Regions from separate parts of the Ovis aries genome. Here region 1 is linked to region 2. Evidence: chromatin contacts called from public Hi-C data. All regions are on one chromosome and are shown on one strand. Each heading gives the region's core, a stretch centred on a gene start, on an enhancer-like site or on the middle of the called end of the contact. The rest is flanking DNA. Distances are from core to core; before and after follow the strand shown.

Region 1 (4,581 bases), core at 285-2,784, 510 kb before region 2:
CCAGCTGTCTGACCCGTCAAAGGATTGTTAAGTCCTGATTGTTAAATTGTTGTAGTCATGAGTTGCATGGCGATTTTGCTGTTGCCTCAAAGATGAGGGTTTGCTTTTCCTGTTAGGTTTAGTGGCAGTATGTAAGATTGCCCTAAAAAGTTCTATCTTTTGGTTAAAATGTTTTTTAATCTTTCTGAGCCTGGCCATGCATAGAGTTCTCTCTTTTGCTCTTGGTTTTCTGTCAGTTGCCCTGTCATCTTTGAGCCATCCTCCACCTTCCTATCCTTGGTCTTTAAAACCCAAGTTCCTCTTCTAAAGTAACCTTGCATTTTATCACATCACCCAAGCAATTTTATCATACCATCTTTCCCCTTTATCCTTAAATTTTTGGAGTTACCTATACTCACTGTTGGTACATTTCTTCCTTTACCACCTAAAAAACCCTTTGCTCATTAACTGATTTACTCATTTTTTGGCAGGTACCAGTAATGATCAAACAAACATCTGTTCTCAGACTGTGTGCTATGTTGGAAAAAGAGTTCCCCGTGTAATTTAGCCCCTTCAGAGAGGTTTGCAGACTGGCTATCCATGAACTATTTGAGTTGTAAACAACAGAAGCATTTACCCAGTTTGGGTAGAATTGGACTTAGAACATTAGGTGTTTAAGGCTCTTACTGGAAGGCAGAGGCTAATCTGCCAGCGCGATGCTCAAAGTTTAAAAAGTGACAGTGCTCCTGCGGGCGTACCTGGTGCTTCTCTGCTTCCACTGCTGGAATCCAGAGTGTCGTAATTTTGCCTATTCAAATGCAGCCAATACAGAGCTGAACCTCTGCTCTGTTCCATTCACCCTCATATTTCCATTTATCACTTAAAAGGTGTTCTTACCCTGGTAAGTGTCTTTAATGAATATCAGATTCTCCTGGACTCAGTTGCTGACTGTCTTCAGTAAAATGTCTTTAGCCTGTGTACCCTGTTTTGAATGTTAGTGTATTTCCGGCCAGAGCTAACATTTAGTCTCAGTTTGAGCACTCTCAGTTTGCACTTAATCAGCAGTCTCCACCAAGAACACTGTGCTCCCAGGTACAGTGATGGAAAGTACTAACCCCAAATATTAACTACGTAGCAGACTGGAGGTAGTGCAGTATGATTAGGAAGGAATTAACTCAGCCTGAAGAAAGCTAAGAGGGGAATACACATTGGAAAAATGAAATGTTACTGAGGATTTAGAAAAGACAGAACAAGTAGACAAGTGACGGTGGGTTGTGAGGAAGGAACTGGAAATGCAAGCAGGGCTTTACAGTCCTTCGGATAGCTTTCCATGCTAGAGCGAGGAGTTAGGATGCTCTCTCGTGGACAGGAGGTTGGATGTTTCCTGTTTGTGGACTCAAATGGTTGGATTCAAGTAGTATTACAAGAGCATGAGTGAGAAATGAGAACCTAAAAATTTGGGTTATTGGCAGAAAGGACAGATAGCTGATTGACAGTGCTGTCTGTGAACCGGTTACAATGACTTGTGAATTACTGTTGACTGTAAATCGCTCTAAGCTGTGTTATACAGATTGGTCACTAGGAGGCACACTTCATCAACTTACGGCCAAAAGGAAGGGAAGTAGAGGGCCACATCTGTGAAAATCAGCTCTGTATACAGTCTTAAGAGCTGTTTATTAAGCTTTTCAACTTGGCATTTTTATACAGTATTTTTTACTGAATAGAGTGTTTTAAAATGAATGGTTAAGAAATCTAAAATGCAGTCTGAATGTGGGCCTTTATACGCTGATGAAGGTGACCTGACTTGTATTTTCATGATTTACTTGGCTTTTGCTTTTAACTGTTTCTTAAAAGATATTTGAATTCTACCCACATCTTCGCTAATGACATTTTTCATGAGTTTGTTTATATTTCAAATTAGGAAGTCTATAGATTAAAAACTTTACAGTCTGGTAATCAAGTATACACTAAAACTAAGTTCTGTTACATGTCTTTAAGCCAGTATTGTGAATGAAGTTTTAAGCAAATATCTGACAGCCAGCTAAGAAACTGCTACCAATTCTGTTCCATTACTGTTTTGTTTTGTTTTTCTTATTCTTACTAGCAAGCAATGGGCTTCCCTGATGGCTCAGATAGTAAGGAATCCGTCTGCAATGCCGGAGGCCTGGGTTGGGAAGATCTGGAGAAGGGACCGGCTACCCACTCCAGTATTCTTGCCTGGGGAGTCCCATGGACAGAGGAGCCTGGTGGGCTACAGAGTCAGACGTGACTAAGTGACTTTAAAAGAAAAACAAGCAATAGTGTGATATATAAATACCTCTCAATATTAAGTTGCATGTTGCTCGGTAAAAGGCTTGTGGGGCTTATTTTCAATAGCATTTGTAGGTTATTAAAAAAATCCACAGCGTTAGTCACTCGGTTGTGTTCGACTCTCTGACCTCATGGGCTGTAGCCCACCGGCTCCTCTGTCTGTGAAATTCTCCAGGGAATTCTGGTAGGCCAGGGGTTAAGCCTCGGTTTCCCCTGCAGGGGGTGTAGGTTCCATCCCTGTTTGGGGAATGAAGGTCCTGCATGCCACACTGCAGCCAAAAAATAGCAAACTACAGAAAAAGTTCAGAGAGGCCTACCATGTATAGTATTGAATCTATTTTTAAAACTAATACCAAATACATGTATTAGTATGGCAGGTTTTAGAAGTTCTTTTCATAAAGTTTTTTTACAGTTTGACAACTTTAAATAGGATGCATTATGAAAATCTGTCAAGTATTTAAAGACATTGATTTTCTTTTTATGACAGATACGGGCTTTTGTGTCAATTTAAAATTTCTACATATGTTGAACTTCTGTGTCAAGAAATGTATTAGGTGATCAGGACACATCAGAACAATGATCTTTGCCCTCTTGAGCTACATTGTCTAGGAATGGGAACAAAAATAAGCAGTAGGCATTATAAATTACTCATATTTACTGTGAAGGTAGGTAATACTGATACATGCTGTGAGGAAAATTAAGGGAAATTTGTGGTTGCAGTTTTAGAGTGATCATGAAAGTCTTCATTGAAATGACATTTGAGCAAAGATGAAGAAAGTGATTGGGATGACTTAGAGATTATAATATAGATGATAAGACAGCAAGGGTAGGATCAGGGAGGCAAGTTAGGAGGCCATGGTGGTAATTCAGGGGAGAGATGATCTGGGTGGTAATGAAGCAGAGAGAGATGAACAGAATATAGATGTAATTTGAAGGCATAACTGATGGGATTTCTTGACAGCTTGTGGTTTGAGTACTGGAAAGTGAGTCAAGGGTTCGTGCAAGGCAGGCATGCTTCTAAACATTTCCCGTCCTGGGGTAAGTGTACAATGGAGACAACAATGATTAAATATCTTAAAACTTTCGTTCACTGAAAATATGTCCCATGCTTCTGTTTTGCCAAATACACCTTCATAAATACGTGGAAGGCCAGGTTTGAATTTCGGATCCTTAAAAGTCCTGTGCCAGAACCTTCCTTACAGGTGACCTGGTCCTCTGCCTGTGTCCCGCCTTGCTTCTCCTGCCTCTGATTTGTATGGCAGGGGGCCTCATGCACATTTGTGTGAACACCTTAGCCTGCATGCTCGAAATCTGTCCTCTTCCCTTACACACCAGCGCACACAGTGGTGATAGAAATCGCCGAGGTCATTTCGACAGGATGTTTGGAACCCTGAATACTTGGAGTGCAGTTTAGAGTGAATATGAATTCCAGATAGATGGGTAATGGTTCTTCAGAGCTCAGGGCTTCTCTGTTTTAAGGGCAGCACCGTTCCATGGGTTTCGGTTTGAGCAGCTGTACAGATAAAATTGCCGTGTACTGAGAAGGGATTGTAGGTAGGTAGAATAGGTTAGGGTGAGGAGATAAGCACATATTTGAGGTCTCTGTTAGACACCCAATAGTAGAAGGAAAAAGAAAAAATGCAACTTATATTAACAGTGGCCTGGAATATGTAAAAGCTGAAGGCAGTTTTTCACTACAGCTATACTAACCAGCGAAGTCTCTTCAAAAACCACAAACTTTAAATGACTCCAGACCCTTACTGAACCGATTCCGTCTAGGAATTAGGATAAATAGCCTATGGACAATCAAGCCAATTGTATTTAAGCCTATGGATTCCATCCTATCCAGCACACTATCATTTATTTTTCTAGCAAAACCTCTAGGAACTCTGCTTTCTGTGACCAATAAATCCCCTCAGGCTTTTCCCTCTAATAAACTACTCACCAGTATATGTTCCCTTGCCCAGGTGGTTGCCATCTTTATTTTTTAACGTTGGTGATTGATAGTTTTATTTTTTAGTAACAGTTGGATATAATTTGGGGAGTCTTGGACATACAGATGTTATTGAGAATAACACTGGATGAGATCATCATGGGAGTGAGTAGAACCACGGGCTGCACTTTGGGGCAGTCATTAAAAGATTGGGAAGAGGAAGCATCTGTAGAGGAATCAGACCATGTGACTAGGGAGGGAGAAAGAAAGCTAAGTGATGATCTTGAAGCCAGTGAAGAACTATTCCAGAGCAGAAGGTGACCAGCTCTGTCAGATGCTGCTGATAGACAGCTTGATGC
Region 2 (4,113 bases), core at 1,165-3,664:
AGACCAGCCGCCTCGTGTCCGGCTCAGGCCTCTCACTGGAAAAGCCGGGCGGGCGGGCGGTGGGGGAGCTCCTGGCCCCCTGCTGCCGTTCACCCGTCTCAGACTTGCTCGCTTTACCCACAGACTCTCGTCTCGCCTCCACTCTCATCTTCTTCCTCCTTTTGTCTCACACTCTGAGTGTCCACAGACGTCAAGTGGAGAGAAAGACACGTGGTGTTGATGCTTCAGCGCTGGCACGGAGGGACTTCCTGAAGAAGATACGGCGCCTGGCCGAGCTGTTTTGGAGGCTGCCCATCTATATTTATCACCTCCCTGTGCTGCTTCTTGATTCAAATAGCCTGACAACTCTTGAGCTGGCACGATGCCACCTAGGGTATCAGTCAACGAGCCATCTAGCCATATCAAGGGCGGCTGTTAAGAGCAGGAATCCTGGCCAGGAATTTCTAAACTGCTGCCTGTGAAGAGGTTCTCTGCGTTTTGGCTGGGGAAAACTTCCAAAAATAAAAAGTAGATACTGTGACCATTTGTTTGGACTTTGTAGATGAGTTATCAGTCACCAGGGGCCAGGATAGGACGGCAGAGAAGACAGCATGAAATTAAATCTAATTAATCACCCTGACAGGAAGACAAAAACTCTGTTCCCAGAATAATGGTTGGAAATCTAGGAAATGGAAAAAAATAAAAGCATCTAGCCTTACTAAGATGTATTTAATTCTTTGGAAATTGAAAATCCCGCATGGGGATCCCCTGGGGATCCAGTGGTTAAGACTCCACACTTTCAATGTAAGGGGCTTGGGTTCTATTCTTGGTTGGGGAACTAGGATCCCACATGCTGCTGGGCCTGGGCAAAAATTTAAAAGGAAAGAAAATCTCAGGGGAATAGAAGCATGCAGAAAGTAAACAATGTAGTGATATGAGCAGTGTGTGCACCCCCAGAATTTAGGTGGAAGAGGGTCAGAGCAAACTTTGTTCCAGCTTTGTAATCAGCTTGCTGCACATGGTGTAATTGGTCTAGTTGCTAAGTCTGTCCAACTCTCTGGGACCCTATGGACTGTAGTTCACCAGGCTCCTCTGTCCGTGGGATTTTCCAGGCAAGAATACTGGAGTGGGTTGCCATGCCCTCCTCCAGGGGAATCTTCCTGACCTGGGGATCGAACCCAGGTCTCCTGCATTGCAGGTGGATTCTTTACTGACTGAGCCACCAGGGAAGCCTGCACATGATGTTTGCTTATTGAGACTTTCCTGCTGCTGCTAAGTCGCTTCAGTCGTGTCCGACTCTGTGCGACCCCATAGACGGCAGCCCACCAGGCTCCCCCGTCCCTGGGATTCTCCAGGCAAGAACACTGGAATGGGTTGCCATTTCCTTCTCCAATGCATGAAAGTGAAAAGTGAAAGAGAAGTCGCTCAGTCGTGTCCGACTCTGTGCGACCCCATGGACTGCAGCCCACCAGGCTCCTCCGTCCATGGGATTTTCCAGGCAAGAGTACTGGAGTGGGGTGCCACTGCCTTCTCCGGAGACGTTCCTGATGGAGGAGCAAATCCACTGCCCTTTTAAGTCAGAGCTCTGAGTGGCTTTCAGGGTTGAAAGCCTGGTTGAAAACCTTTGAAGGGTGTGAGATCTTTCACTGGGGCATCAGGCATACATTTTTAAGAGCAGGGGCATTTGAGTCAAAACATTCTCCATGCCTGTTTCCCATCTGTCAAAAAGTAAGGATAGAAACACAACTTTATAAGATGGTTGTGACTAAAGAAGAAACTATACATGAAGAGCTGCCTGCTATTTAGTAAGTTCCCAGTAAGTACTAATGGATGTCTCATTGACCCACCATACACATGACTCACATACAGTCATGGAGTTTTTGTCTTTATCTAAATATTCTTGGGTGTTTTGATGCCGGTTTCCTTTTTCCTGGTCTCCCAGTGGTGTGCTGAAGCCAGCTTGTACTGGCTTGCAAGAATCAACTGTTAAATTTTTAGGGATTTTAAGATCTGATTTTTAAACACTGCCAATAATTAAAAAATAGATGAAAAGGAAAGTGGCAGTTGCTCAGTCGGGTCTCACTCTTTGCGACCCCATGGACTGTGGCCTGTCAGGCTCCTCTGTGAATTCTCCAGGCAAGAATACTGGAGTGGGTCTTCAGGGGATCTTCCTGACCCAGGGTCGAACCTGGGTCTCCTACATTGCAGGCAGATACTTCACCATCTGAGCCACCGGATGAAAAGGAACATATGATTAAGTAAATTACATGTAAAAGTTGGATACTCAAAGTTTCAACTTGATACTCAAAATTCAATACTTCATGATTGTTTCACTGAATTTTACTGTTACCTGTACTCCTGAGGCTATTGACGTCTGTCTCATCTGTGTAGTAGACACTCTGAACAATGGTGCCTGTCAGTGCAGGCTTCCCAGCTTGTGTTCAATGATGTCTCTCTAGTGGCTTGAAAACAGAGATCCCTCTAGTGGCTGCTGTAAGCCATTGCCCTACAAAAACAGGCAAATCCTATAATTGTTTTTCCCAGAGCCAATCACTAAATACTTACCATAATTTTACATATTCCTTCTATGTTTGAAAAAATTGGATTAATTTTATCTGAGTGTATATAAAAGTAATTCTGATAACATTTTTATGCTTTGTAGAATCCAACTCTTCGGAATGAGTCAGGAAACAAAAATTAGTCAGACATATTGCATACCCTAGTAGAGTTCTTTTATGAAGTGAAAAAAATGTGCCAAACAACAGAATTTCCATTTTTAGTGAAAACACAATGTCTCTAAAACATTTAATAAGCTTTTAAGTGGATGTGAATTTATCAAACCTTCTGATTTCTTCTGGTTATTTGTTTAAGTATCTGAAATTTTACCTATTCTTGATTTGGAGGAATTACTAAAAATCCTACAGTTACTGCTATTTGTCTTCATGTACAGAGAGAAGTTTCTAAATAAAAATACTGTGTCGATGCTGCTTTGTTTTTTAAAATGAAAAATTACCCAGCTCAGTGCCTGGCACAGGCTAGAAATGGAGTGTAAAAAGAGGAAGGAGAATGAGATTTTCATTTGGAAGACTTGGGGCCAAGCACTGCTCATCCCTTCCGTTTCTGAGACCTTGGGCAGCAATCATTAAGCATCTGGAAGGCCAGCACAACGTGGGTGTGCACTGCTAGCGTGCCACAGGGTGTTGGGAGGACTATATGAAGGATCCGGACATACAGTAGACTCTTCAACACATGTTAATTTACTGTGGAATCTAATTAGTGTTTATTGACTAAATGAATTTAGATCAACTGAGTATTAAAAGAGCCTCAGCATATGCAAGGGAGGAAAACCAGAAGACCAAATTTCTTTGGAGTAACTCACTTAATTTTGTCTGAATTAAACAACATGTCTCCCAATTTAGTAATCTAATGTCTCCAGAAGCCTTTTTTCACCTTGGCAACTGCCCACCACCTACAAAAACAAGTTTCAGACTCTGTTCTCCCGGTTCCCTTTCTTTACCTGACCTTCAGAGTCTTCCAAAATCCCTCTCTACTCTCTTGTTTCTTACCTACTCTGGGGGTCTAGCCCAAGTGCTCCACTCCAGCCAAGCCTGATCCTTATAACTTTTTGATTCAGCCATATTCTTTTTTAAAAAATTAATTTTATTGGTGTATAACTGCTTAACAGCGTTGTTAGTTTCTCCTGTACAGCAAAGTGGATCAACTGTATGTATACATGTATCCCCTCTTTGCTTGGATTTCCTCCCAGTTTAGGTCACCACAGAGCACTGAGGAGAGTCCCCTGAGCTATACACAGCTCTCATTAGTTATCTGCCAGCCCTGCTCTTGATTTTAACTTTTCTTCACCCAAAATGTCATCCTTTCCACTTTTGCAGAGAGGAAGATAATGATCATCTTTCAGTCACAATTGTTCATTCTTTTCTCAATACTTCTTGGTGATCTTCTCATACCACCAAGATTAACTCTTGATTTCCCCAACCTTTCAATTCCTAAAGTCCTTAATAACAACACCTCTCATTAGTGCCTTGATGTTTTGGCCTATCAGTATGAATATATTTATCTCATCACCTAGAGAGTCAACTTCTTGATAGTTCGATTTTCTGTAACTCTCTCCTC

Evidence for each region. A called contact is a pair of places that touch in the nucleus more often than the background predicts.
Region 1: a Hi-C map of mixed tissues shows a contact between it and region 2, with 6 times the contacts expected there. The contact joins two enhancer-like sites. A contact is called at or near these places in 10 of 16 Hi-C or Micro-C datasets (blood, hypothalamus, liver and 6 more).

Annotation. Positions count from the first base shown.
Region 1 is chr3:112,069,839-112,074,419 of ARS-UI_Ramb_v3.0, reverse strand. No RefSeq gene overlaps it. Among named protein-coding and RNA genes, the nearest start is that of PHLDA1, 4.7 kb to the right of the region's middle. Within about 2 kb of position 1,534, at least 4 of the 54 cell types and tissues checked have an H3K27ac peak or open chromatin away from gene starts, as enhancers often do.
Region 2 is chr3:111,564,597-111,568,709 of ARS-UI_Ramb_v3.0, reverse strand. It overlaps LOC105611140 (a long non-coding RNA gene), which reads right to left. Exons shown (of 4, transcript XR_006059257.2): 4 at 160-4,113. Among named protein-coding and RNA genes, the nearest start is that of KRR1, 32 kb to the right of the region's middle. Within about 2 kb of position 2,414, at least 6 of the 54 cell types and tissues checked have an H3K27ac peak or open chromatin away from gene starts, as enhancers often do.